2 separate regions of the Sus scrofa genome follow, and region 1 is linked to region 2. Evidence: chromatin contacts called from public Hi-C data. All regions are on one chromosome and are shown on one strand. The core of a region is the stretch at or near the end of the contact, and the rest is flanking DNA. Distances in the headings are between cores, read along the strand shown.

Evidence for each region. Hi-C and Micro-C count contacts between places; a contact is called where the count stands out from the background.
Region 1: a contact with region 2 is called in a Hi-C map of embryonic fibroblasts, with 2.7 times the contacts expected there. A contact is called at or near these places in 1 of 47 Hi-C or Micro-C datasets (embryonic fibroblasts) and 1 of 2 datasets of targeted methods (alveolar macrophages).

What each region holds. Positions count from the first base shown.
Region 1 is chr3:69,134,204-69,140,443 of Sscrofa11.1, reverse strand. No RefSeq gene overlaps it. Among named protein-coding and RNA genes, the nearest start is that of ACTG2, 16 kb to the right of the region's middle.
Region 2 is chr3:69,003,149-69,009,571 of Sscrofa11.1, reverse strand. It overlaps TET3 (methylcytosine dioxygenase TET3), which reads left to right. Exons shown (of 12, transcript XM_021087365.1): 2 at 5,086-5,142. Among named protein-coding and RNA genes, the nearest start is that of TET3, 14 kb to the left of the region's middle.

The sequences.
Region 1 (6,240 bases), core at 839-3,338, 130 kb before region 2:
AAATCACATACATATACATTTGACATCAATCTCAACAATACAGATAAAAATTTCCTAAATAAGAGCATTAACAAATTCAGCAATATAGTGAAGGAATAATATGTCATAACTGCCAGCCTTTGTTGTGCATCCCTGTTTAGAACTTGTCCATGACCTCCCAGCCAGTAAGTAGTGGGCTAGGATGGCAGCCCAGGTCTGCCCAACCCTCAAGCCCATGATGCATTTGATAAATTTATTGAGAAGGTAATGTTGGCCCCATAAAAGAAATCCACTAATATAGATTAAAAAAAAAAAGGCTCAAGACTCAGTAGATAATAAGTTTTTGAAGATGAGAAGTAGCATTTATTCTTTTTTTTTTTTTTTTTTGGCTTTTTAGGCCCACACCCACAGCATATGGAGGTTCCCAGGCTAGGAGTCTAATCAGAGCTACAGCTGCCAGTCTACACCACAGCCACAGCAACTCGGGATCTGAGCCATGTCTGCGACCTACATCACAGCTCACCACAACACCGGATCCTTAACCCACTGATCGAGGCCAGGGATGGAACCCAAACCTCAGCATTCCTAGTTGGATTCATTTCTGATGTGCCATGACAGGAACTCCTTTATTTTTAAAACTCCCCTAGAATTCCGGCTGTGGTACAATAGGAGGTCTCTGCAGCACCAGGACACAGGTTCAATCTCCAGCCTGGCAGATTGAACCTGTGGATTAAAGGATCTGGCTACAACGTAGGTTGCAACTGTGGCTCAGATCTGATCCCTGGCCTGGGAATTCCATGTGCCGTGGGGTAGCCAAAAAAAAAAAAAAAAAAAAAAAAACCAAACAAACAAACAAGCAAAAAACAGGCCTAATAAGAAATAGCTGCAAAGTTGTCCATTAAAAGATATATATAAAACTTCTAAAGTAGCTTTCTAGTACAGTCAATAGCTAGTTGTGGCCGGGTGAAAATGATTTCTCTTTCACCCTAGCAACCAAAAACGATAAAATATCGTGGAACACAATTAATAGGAAACATGCAGGACTTATGTAAAGAACACGAAGCTGTGCAGAGGGATATGGAAAAAATAAATGGAAAGATGGACGTTCCATATTCCATGAGGAATAGTCTCAATGCTTTAAAGATGTTAATTCCTCTTTAAATAACCCATAAATTTAAATACAAGTCTACAAAAATTTCATTTTTTTAACTTAAAAATCATCAAAAAATGATTCTTCAGTAAGTGGAATAACCATTTTTAAAAATGGAAAGATGAAGACTATTGGGGGAAATTTTGTTATTGGGTAACATGATAAATTATTAGTGTACTGGTGGAGGACTAGATGAAGAATTAGCAAACTTTACTGTTCAAGGGGGTAAGACAATGCTGTAGATGGCATGGACCCTATCTTGACAGAATTGTGCTTCAATATGATGCTATTGGCTTTTTAAAGGCAAACTGAGGTGAAGAGAGGACTCCCTGGAGAAAAGGAAGCTAACTACAGGGAGTGACAGAGGAGTGTCTAAGAATAGTCTTACTTCCTTTAGTCTAGGTGATATTTCCACTTCTTTCACCCACTAATAACCCACTACTATTTGTTCAACACAGGAAACATACTACATTCTCACTCAGACCCAGGAAAAAGACAAAAATAATCCTGGGCCACTGTGGGAGTTCTTTTCTGAAGTTGCTGAAGGCCACAGAACTCCAAATGAGTGGTGTCAGACTTCCAAACCCACACGCAACCACAATGCAATACTGCCTTCTTAAAATATATATAGATATATGTATTCATTAAAACTATGAGAAAGAAATACACCAAAATGTTAATATTGGTTTTCTGTAGGTGATAGAATTATGGCATGAAGGCTTTCTTTTTCCCCCCTCTATGCTTTTTTTCAATTTTCCAAATATTCTACAGAGAACATGTATTGCTTTTGTAATTGGAGAGACAGGACAATGCCTACTATTTTCAGAAACCAAAGCTCTACTGCCCCTTCAGTGTGGGAATCCAGCCAAGACCTTATTCTTGGACAGCATCAGTGAAAGGGCCTTAGGAATGCTCTTGGGCACAGCAGCAGAGGCATGTCATATATGGAAACCTTCCATGAGGGTGACCTCACCACTGGAACCCATTCAACATAAACCTTGCTGCAAAGGCCAGCAGAGATCTTTGGACAAAACCTGGAGGGTGGAAAGCCGAGAAAGAATTGACCGAAAGAAGAGAGACTTTTGGGCTATGGCCTGAAGAACTCCTGTGCATCCATCTGGGCTTCTTAGCAAATCTCCTCTGTGCTCAGTTCCTAGTGAAGGATTTCTTTTGCCCACCTCAGCCTCCTCCAAAAAAGAACTCCTACAGTGGCCCGGGGTTATTTCCATTATTTTCCTGGGCCTGAGTGAAAATATAGTATGCTACTTGTGTTGGACAAACAGTAATGGGTTATTGATGGGTGAAGAAAGTGCAACCATCAACTTAGACTAAAGGAAGTAAGCCTGTTCTTAATATTCCTCAGTCATTGCCTAGAGTTAGCTTCCCTACCCCTTGGTCTCCTCGCTTCATCTCCCTTTGCCTTTTAAAAAAACCCAATAGTGTCATACCAGACCACGATTCCATCAAGATATGGTTGACGCCATCTATAGCATTGATCCCTTTGCCTCCTTGAACAGTTCTTCACATCCCTGCCCCCTGCTTAAACATCTGTGTCTAGAACTTCTTTCACCCAGCTTGGTATTCTATACATTTCCATGGCATAGGAGTTTTAAATTATTTTTAATTGAACCATGGTGGACTCAGGGTAAGTTCACACAAGTATTTTAGTCCCCAGTCCCAGTGTTACTCTATAAGCACCAGGTCTTTGATATGGCCCTTGGCCTTGGCCTAGGAAGAGACCATATAATGGGAACAAAACCCAGTGTTGGTTTGAATTATTTTCATTGCAATGACAGAAAACTGAATTCAAACTGGTGTTTAGACACAGCCGAATCCCATACCTATGGTCATCAAGACTTATTCTGTGTTGTTCTCTTGGCTCTTATGTACTCATTTAATTAGGTTTTTCATTTAATTAGGTTTTTCCAATATGGTAGCTTTGACAGTTTTGGGTTTATATCCTACTGTCTTGGTAAGTCCAGCAGGAAAAAGAGAAATTCTGGGTCCAGGAGTTCCAACAAGTCCTGTCATTGAGTCGTTGGGTCATGACTTTGGTCATGGCTTTGTCATGCCTTCGTCTTTGGGCCAACCACTGTGGCCAAGGGGATGGAAAACTCTGATTTCCCGTCCTAGGTTATGTGTCTATACCCCATCTGAACTACATGCACTGGGAGTGAGGGAACATTCATTCTGCAAAGAAAAATGATGGCATTAAGGGAAGAATGGATGCTGGGCAGGCAAAAGCAATAGATGTCTACAATAAGTGCCTGGAAGAAAAAGGTAGGGCCTGCCATCATCACTGTGGCCAGTGACCCAAAGTAAGCAAGCTAATAACACATAAATGGAAACACCAATGCTATTGGCTTTAGATAATAGCAGGTGGACTGTTGGGTAGTAACACTTTCACTCCCCCAAAGGTGGGTCACACATCCAGGCCATGGTCATTTATTTAACTTGGATTTATTAAGCACCTGCTTGTGCAGCGTATTCTTCAAAATACATACAGAGGAAGTAAACTCTGTCTTCAGGGAGAAAATGATGGAGTAATATAAAGCAACTTGGAGTTCCCATTGTGGTTCAGCGGTTAAAAACTCTACTTAGTCTTTGTAAGGATAGGGGTTTGATCCCTAGCCTCACTCAGTGGGTTAAGGATCTGGGATTGCTGCAAGCTGTGGTGTAAGTCATGGATGTAGCTTGGATCCAGTGTTGCTGTGGCTGTGGCACAGGCCTGCACCTACAGCTCCAATTTGACTCCTAGCCCCAGAAACTTCCATATGCCACAAATATGGCCATAAAAAGAAAAAAGAAACTATAGTCCCATGAAAGAGCACAGGAGCAATTTCTTCATAACTGATGAGTGTACACAGGATGAACACCAACTCCATGAGTGAATACTGAGGGAACCCAAGTTAGGGAGAAGTGAATGTTTTCATCTTTATTTATACTCCACTTTTAGTACTTAATTTATACTCTATAATTTTTTGTATTTCACTTTTAATTATTTCAACAAATATTTACTATGTGGCTACTAAGTGCCAAGCCCCATGCTAGACTCTGGATACCTAGTAGGAAGGTTTTCCAGGATATGTAAAATATTACCAAGAGAAAGTTAATTGAATGTAGGGACAAAGGAATATAGACTACAAGGATACAGCAAAGCAGATCCAGTTATAGAGCGAAACAGTAAACCATGACCACTTACCATCCCCCCACAACTAGGGCACATGATGTGTGATGTTGTGGATATTATAAACATTTGTGTAATAAACCCAAACAGCACATAGAGGGTTATGCTTTTCCATATAAAAGATCGCATCTCACTGAAGCACAATATGTAGTAATTCTACTGGAAAGGGGGTGGGGTGGAGCTAGGCAGCATAGTTCAGCTCAGATACCCAGCTGTCTGTGAATCTGGTTTAACCTAGGGACGTATTTTGTCATATCTGAGAATGCAGATGGACTGCATGGATTTTAAACAACTCCAGTTTTCTCTTTGGTGCCGTTTTAATAAATATTTAGTGACAGCGAACTTGGAATTATAATCTTTGGCAAGGACCTGGGGTTTAGCTGCCATTCTTAATTGGTGGCTAAGTAAGATCTGAGGCTCTCGACTTTCAAAGGGTTTTTGTTTCGTTTTAACGCAGCTCACCAAGGTGGAGTAAGAGAGCCCGTGGCCCACTTGGTACACCGATTCCCACTTTACAGCAGAAAAGGGACTTGCAGTAACCACGACAAAGTGTTTCTGTACAGCAAATTTGGGGAATCAAATTTTGGACAGTGGGGTTGTCTCCTCACTTATGAACTTGGGGATAACATGGAACTACCTACTTAGGTAATAACTTTAATGTTGGAGATTTTGATCTGTAGCCCTTCTCTCTTCATAATTAGCTAATAGGGTCTGTTGTATATAGAGACCATTTTTTTGTCCAGGAAAATAAAGCCATATCAGTGGAGTAGAAGAGAATTCCTACATTTAAAAAAAAAAATAGCAAGCGGCTATGCGATGAACTCATCCAAAGATAGTATCAGATTTTTTTTTTTTAATGAGTGGAAAAGTACTGCTGTCAGAGCTCAGTCTGGATCAGCCCTCAGGAAAGTTGTTCTCCCTATTCTAGCCCATGAGGTAGAGTAGCAGTGCCGAATCAATTTGTCCATGGGCCAGACTGAGGAGAGGTCAATAAAATTTGCAGACAGGAGTTCCCGTCGTGGCGCAGTGGTTAACGAATCAGACTAGGAACCATGAGGTTGCAGGTTCGATCCCTGCCCTTGCTGAGTGGGTTAACGATCCTGCGTTGCCGTGAGCTGTAGTGTAGGTTGCAGACGCGGCTCGGATCCCGAGTTGCTGTGTCTGTGGCTGGCAGCTACAGCTCCGATTAGACCCCTAGCCTGGGAACCTCCATATGCTGAGGGAGCGGCGCAAGAAATGGCAAAAAGACCAAAAAAAAAAAAAATTGCAGACAATATGATATTATTCTTTCCACTGTAGGCAAACCTTATAGCAGTGACTTGTGGTGGAATTTTTCATTTGTTTGTTTGTTTGTTTTAGAGCCAAAACCTTGGCATATGGAGGGTCCCAGGCTAGGGGTCGAACCGGAGCTGTAGCCGCCGGCCTACACCACAGCTCACAGCAACGCTGGATCCTTAACCTGCTGAGAGAGGCTAGGGATCAAACCTGTGTCCTCATAGATACTAGTCAGATTCGTTTCCACTGAGCCATGACGGGAACTCATGTGGTGGAATTTAAAGACCATCTTATCCTTGTGTCAAATGCTGATCTGAGAATCCTGGATTTGCATGAAGTGTTAAGGAGCTGGCATAGAACTTAGGTAGAATAACCAATTTTAAAAAAATAGACTTTTAATGTGTGTTAGGGGAGGCACAAGTTGACCTTATTCAAGAAGAATAAACGAGACTCTGGCTCTATCTAAACAGAACCAAGTCCAAGGAATAAAATAATAAATAATAGATGCAATTAATAAATAAAACTGGAGATTGGAGTCCATCGTTCAGAAGAAGCATTAAAAACTCAAGAGGCAAAAAGCCCCCATGGATGCTCTATTTAGTTCATTTTAAAAATTGTCTGGGCAATGGAGGACCACAACTGGGCTCTA
Region 2 (6,423 bases), core at 3,357-5,856:
TGTAGGGGAGGGATGCCCTGAAGGCAGAAACCAGCCTTAGTCACTGTTGGGCCCAGAGAGCCCATCGCGGAAGGAAAGGGACCTGTTTGGAGAGTTTCCGCGCAGTGGTAGGTGAAGGATGAGGGGGGGACTTCCAGGAGGAGGGCGGCATCTGCCCTGAACCTGGTGTGTAGAGATGCTGCTCGAATGCTCGCGGCTGGTGGCAGGAATGTGGAAGGACGAGCACAGACCACAGGGCACCACCTGAGGGTGTTCATGGATCCTCAAGGTGGAAGGTAAGCCGTGTTGGGTTAATTACTCTTGGAATCTTCCCCTGGGGCTGCCCTCAGGTTTCTGAACCACTCAGCGTTCCTGTCTCACCTTCTTAGTGACCAACTGAGGTTCTGTATTATTTGCTTGGATGGTCCAAGGCTGTTGAATTTGGGGTGGGGAGACCCTGACGAGGCCCACCGAATATAAGGCGTTCTTACAAGCACTTAGGAGGGCATGTGGGCTGTGGGCAGAGATTCACCTGCTCCCTGTCAGCCCCGGGGGTGGGGGGTAGGCTGAGTGCATTCTGTTTGTCGGTATGGGAGCGTGCGGGTGGGGTTGCTGGCTGGCTCTGTGTTCCTTCTGACGTCACTGGGCGCCTGGGCTCAGTCATGTTCTGCTGCATCTCTGAGAAGGAGCACCTTTGCTGCTGCTGCTGTTCTTCCACCTCCTCCTTGGCTGTCTCCTCCCTGCACTTGCCGTTGATACAGACTTCCGCTGCCAAACCTAATTGTGAGGCCCGATCAGTGAATGAAGGCAAAGGCAGTTCCCATGACAACCGCAAAGAGTTTCAAATATAGGGGATGATGTGTGTGTGATGGGTTGCAATTACTTGGGTGGAAATTGACGCGTGGACACCAGTGACTTCAAACATAGGCTCTGAAGGTGGAGGGGGTGTTGGGTTTCTTTGGCAGGATCCTTTGTGCCATGGAGAGGGAAGGGAAGGTCACAGGCTTCCCCCACAGTTAATTCCAAGTGCCTTTAGTGTGTGGAATGTCGGGCCAAACCCCGCAGGGGCTTCACAAAGGCACAACTCTAACCATTCTGGTTGGAGAGGTGGGACACACAGAGAGACAGACAGCAGTACCAAGTGTCAAGTGAGAAACATTAGAAGTGCTGTCAGTTGGCAGAGGACTGGGTAACCCGAGAAGGCTTCCTGGAGGAAGTGGGGCCTGAACTGAGCTTTGAAGTAAAGCCTGGTGGGGAGTGACCTCGTTCAGGACACAGCCATGGCGAGGGAGAAGTCGCCCCTCTACACTCTCTCAACTCTAGAAGAGGTAGGTTGATAAAATCATAGAGCCGCACAGAGCAGCACCAACTGTATTGCAATGAGTGAGAGGGGGGTGAGAACTCTGCTTAGTCTCCCAGTTTCTCCATCTGTAGCATGGGCATGAAAAATTCCTGTCTCATGGGTTTGTTTTGAGGGTGAAGTTAGATACAGTACATCATGCTCCAGTTTACAGGGCTTGGCGTCAGGTTGGTGCTTGGTGGTTGCTCCTTTGAGTCCCTCCGAATCTACGTGTGGGTGCGTCCCCGTTTCCTAGTCTTTATATATCTGTGTAGGTTCTGGCCTGTGGGTATTCGTGTTTCTGAGGTTCTCTGTGTTGGGGTATTTTGTGGGTTCTGAGAGCCAGTAAACCCATTCACCTCCCTGGTGGGGAGGGCTGTGGCCCCATTCCTGCTGCTGGGAGTGTAGTAGGGTCTAGGGCTTGTGGCGGAAGGTGGGGAGGGTCCCAGCTACTTCTGCATTGGTCACTGTGAAGCCCCAGATATAGAGAGGGGAGCAGGTGGGGGCGGGAGGGGGTCAGGTATAGGGTGTGGAGAGGGGCCCCTGCTGGAGGCAGGGTGGCCCCAGCATGTGCATCCCTGACTCCTTGGAATGCTAACATTCCAGGTGCCTCAGAAAAGGGCAGGGGGCCAGGGTAGGATAGAGATGCCCTGGGGACCACGGGCTCTGCTAGGGTGTCTGCAGGCTTCGAGAGGCCGGGCCAGGATCTGTGGTGAAGGTGGGGCTAAGTTAGCGCCAGGAGGTGGTTCAGGCAGCGTCAGGGTGGCTTGTGTAGCCTTGTGAGGAAGATGGGTGCTGGCTGAACAAGGCTGGGCCGTGGTTATGGTTCAGTTGTGCTAAATCTTGTCTTCCCAGGAGAGAAGTATCCCTCTGATCCTTGGGGACCTCAGAGAACAGGCCGACCAGGAGAGTGGCCTCTGCATCTTAGGGCCCAAGCCCCTGCTTCTCTACTCTCCTTGTGCAGAAACTCAGCTCAGCACATTCCATCTCTGTGCAGAGCCTATCGAGTGGGGAAGACAGGGCCCCTGCCCACGTGGGGAAGATGGCCATGTAAATAAATAACTGCTCTTGGTTGTGGCTGCTCTAGAAGAGGCCCTGAGAGGAGAGGGTGATGCTCATGGGGGCTGGATGAGCTGGGAAGGCAGCAGAGGGAGGTAATGTTTGGATTAAGCCTTGCACTGTATTAGCTTGCAGAGTGGGGGAGAGGCGGGGGCACCTAGGCAAGGAGCAGCATGGCCGAGTCTCTGAAGCATGAACATATTACTATTCTCAGAGCCACAGCTTAAAGGGAAGTGGTCTGGTTCAAGGGACACCATCCTTCTTTGCATTTCCCTGGGGTTCTCTAGGAGAGAAGGGCCAGAGAACTGGAATGAGAAAGGCCCGCATTGGAATTCTACCTCCCCACTTACCAGCTGTGAGTTGATGAGCAAGTAACTTAACATCTCTAAGCCTGTTTTCCCATAAGGTTGTGTGTGGAGTAAGTCGGATGAGATGCTCCCACAGCATGGTTGGCACAGTGCCTGGGACGTAGCAGGGGCTTGATAAACTGTGGCAGCCGCAGCAGCAACAGTATTGATTGTTGCTATCCATGCAGCGTTAGTTGCTCTTATCCAGTGGCAGACTGGTGTGGGGTGGGTGGGTGAGGCAGGGATTTGGGGGTCCAAGATGAAGGAGGCACTTCACTTGGCCTGGCTAAGGTCAGAGCTAAGGGGAACAGAAGCCTGTGGCTGAGGACAATGCTCCTTGCCCTGCCCTGTCACCTGCCTTCCTCCCTGCCCTAGGGAGGCGCCAAGTAGGGCTGCCCTTTGTCCCCAGGGTGGGGCAGGTGTGGGCCCTGGTGCCTCCTGGAATCCCCTCACCAGAGGCCAGCTTTGATGTCTTTCCTAAGGCATCTCACCCCATTCTGAGTACCCCTTGGGCTTCAGGGAGGGGGAGTTATTGGGCAGGTGCGGTGAAGCTGGTAGCAGAGTGCGTCACTGAAATGAACTCTTTCATATCCTAACTAGTTCTTCTCTAGTATGAGAAGTAGCACACAGTCACACAGTGAGCTCTCTCAGTAGTTAAGAGTGGTAACTAGCAGTGCCTACACTGGCGGGCACTGTGTTTCATTTTTTTAGGAGTCCTCACAACTGTGGATGAGGTAGCTGCTTTTGTAGTTCTCTTTTGCAGATGAACAAAAGTAGGCTAAGAAGCGAGGTGCCACTGCCCGGGTCCTGCAGCTAGATAGGAGAACCAGGACCTGAACCAGATGTGTGAGTACCAGAGCCCATGGAAGGCCCGTTCCTGGAAGGCGGAGGCTCTGGGGCGTTCAGCTATGGGGAGGGGATGGAGTGAGGCAGGATGTGCCCTGGGGTGCCTAGGAATTGCAGGGCTTTCCCCTCCCTTTTCCGTTCTTTCTCCTTCTGTCTCCTGGGGCTTGCAGCCTCCAGAGGCTCAGAGTCTGGGAACTGGAGGTCTGGCGCTGCCTCCCCTCCTCAGCCTCTCCAGGGAATGGGAAGCCCTGAGATCTGGGGGCATCACCTCACGTGGCCTTTCTAAAAGAGGAGGAGACACTGAGTGTGGTGGTGAGGCTGTATGGAGGGGGTGGCGTCTGTTCAGGCACCGGGGATGAGTGATCCTAAGATGCCATGTGGGTGTTTGTGTGCAAGGGAGGGCACCTCTGACTTGGTGAGGCTTTGAGCCACAGGCAGTGTGGGCTTCAGGAAGAAATCTGTCAGAGGGGGGGCGGAGTAGGACTGCATAATGGTTAAGAGTCTGGTCTTGAGAGCCAGTCAGACCTGGCTGAAGTCCTCGTGCTGCCCTGCTCTAGCTGTGTCACCTTGGGTAAGTTACTTCACTTATCTTGCCTGTTTCCTTATGTGCAAAACGGGGTGAAGGTTCATATTGCCAAGCCTTTTTTTTTTTTTTTTTTTTTCTTTCTTGGAAGATTGCAGGGGCCGTTGCTCTTATCATAGCGCCTGGCACTGTCCTAGTTGCTGCTAGGATGAGGCAGTTTGCTGGTGTCCTAGGGTTAGAGAGTGGCCCGAGGCGGGGAATCCCGCCAACATCAGCTCTACCCCAGGCGCAGTCTGTCTTTGACCCGCTAGATGCAGAGGATGCCTCTGGGTAGTACCTTCGGCCCCGACTCTCGGGAGGAGGCGGGGGTGTCCCGGGATCCCCTGCCTGCCGGGAGTGGCGGGCCTGGGCCGCAGCCAGCACGGCTCCGCGGCACCCTTGGCGGTGCCCCCGCCTCCCAACTGGGCAGGTCCAGCCCCCGGCGGCCCTGCCCCCGCTCGGCCGGCCGCAGGGATTGGCTGGCGAGCGCGCCGCCCCCTCCACACCAGCCTCGCCGGCGGCGGGGAGGGGAGCCAAGCCGGCAGCTGGCCGCCGCCGCCTCTGCAGTGCCTCCCTCCGTGCGCTCCGGCGGGGATAATGGGAGGCCCGCCGGCCGATGCACCAGAGGAGGCCGGCCGAGGTAGAGCGGGCAGGGCGGGGAGGGACGAGGCCAGACCGGACGCAGGAGGAGGGGCAGAGTCCTCCTGGATCTTGGGAGGATGGAAAAAGGAGAAATGAAAACAAAAACACTCTGGAAGGCGAATGAGCCCATCCACCGCGCGTCTGGGTGGCAGCTGGAGGCAGGAAGATGGTCCCTGCTATCCTTTCTTTCCGAGGCCCCCTGCCTCCCCTTCTCCCGCTTCCCCTGCAGCGCCGCTGGGGGTGCAGCAGAAGGACTTTGCTGCTTTCCTGGTGTCAGCCTGGCTCATCAGTCTCTCCGGCTTCTTTTGCAGGTGGAAATAAAGGCTGCTGAAGGAGCCGGGCCGTGGGGACAAGGGGCAGCTGTCAAGGTACCTTGTGTGTGTGTGTGTGTGTGTGTGTGTGTGTGTGTGTGTGTGTGTGGTAGGGGTGAAGTGTTTGACTGGATTGGATAAAAATAAAGGGTCTCCTCTGGTGATCCCTTAATCTCCCACTGTGTGTGTAGCAGCAGCTGAGGGGGAGGGGCGGCGGGGGTGTGGGCGGCCAATGAATTCTCAGGCCTGTGTGGGTTTTGTTTGGATTCTTTTTGCTTTCTCAGCTGGATGGTTTGGGTGCAGTTGGGACTGGGTTTGTTGAACTGGTTTTTTTTTTTTTTTTTAAGACATGCAACCCACTCCCCACCCTTGCCTCTGGAAATCTCTCGAGAATGTCCCTGGCACTGTTGGTTTGCATCCAATCTGCAGAAATCCCCGGGGGGGTTGGGGGGATAAGGGAGAGGGGGAATTGCGCTCCTGAGTCTGAAGCTGATAGGGTGTCATTAGTCATGCTGCTGTCACCATGGAGATGGCTGGAGAGGAGGTGGTGGGGGTGAGGATATTTTGGGTAGGGTGGGGGCTGATGCAACATCATGACTGGGAATCCTGCAGGCGGGTGGCTGCTGTTACTCTGTGCAGCCTGGTGTCTGGGGGCCTGGGAAGGGCATGTCACCTACCAGGTGCGTGGAAAGTGGAGAAAGGGGCACTGAGCTTCTCCGTGTGGTTGTCCCAGGGCCACAGGGCTGGGGTATTTGGGGCAGGGCAGAGTCTGTGGAATAGAAGCCATTGCAAGGAAACACAGATGTTTTTCCCAGGTTGGCAAGGACTAGGATCAGTAGGTTTTCTTGGGCATTGCTCTGTTTTCAGGGCTGGGGATCCTCTGTGAGTTTGGGATTACTCAGCAGTATCCTCTGCTGGCCCAGGGTGGAGAAAACAGAGCAAGAGGCAGCTCCGTGTAACTGCCTCTCAAGATCGGAGAGGCTGGGGAAGGAGTGTAGGGACAGGTGGGCAGGGCAGGACTGGATGGGACTTCTCCTAGGAGGGGGAGCCCATTCCTACCGCTGCCTCAGCTCTGTCTTCCCCTTCAGCTTCCGGAGCCTGTGAGGAGCTGAGGGAATCTGGTTGCTGAGGTAGCAGGTGGGCGAGCTGCTCATGTCCCCAGATGCTCTTAGATTTTCTCCCTGGAAATCCTCCTCTGGCTTCCTGGGAAAACTGTGGGTGCTGGAAGTGCCACCCTCACTGCCTGGGCGGGGACGCTGGCAGGGAGGGGCCCTGCTTCCCCTCAGGGGGTGGGGGCTCCTGTGTGAGGTTGCGGGGTGGATCAGGAGCCAGGGTGGT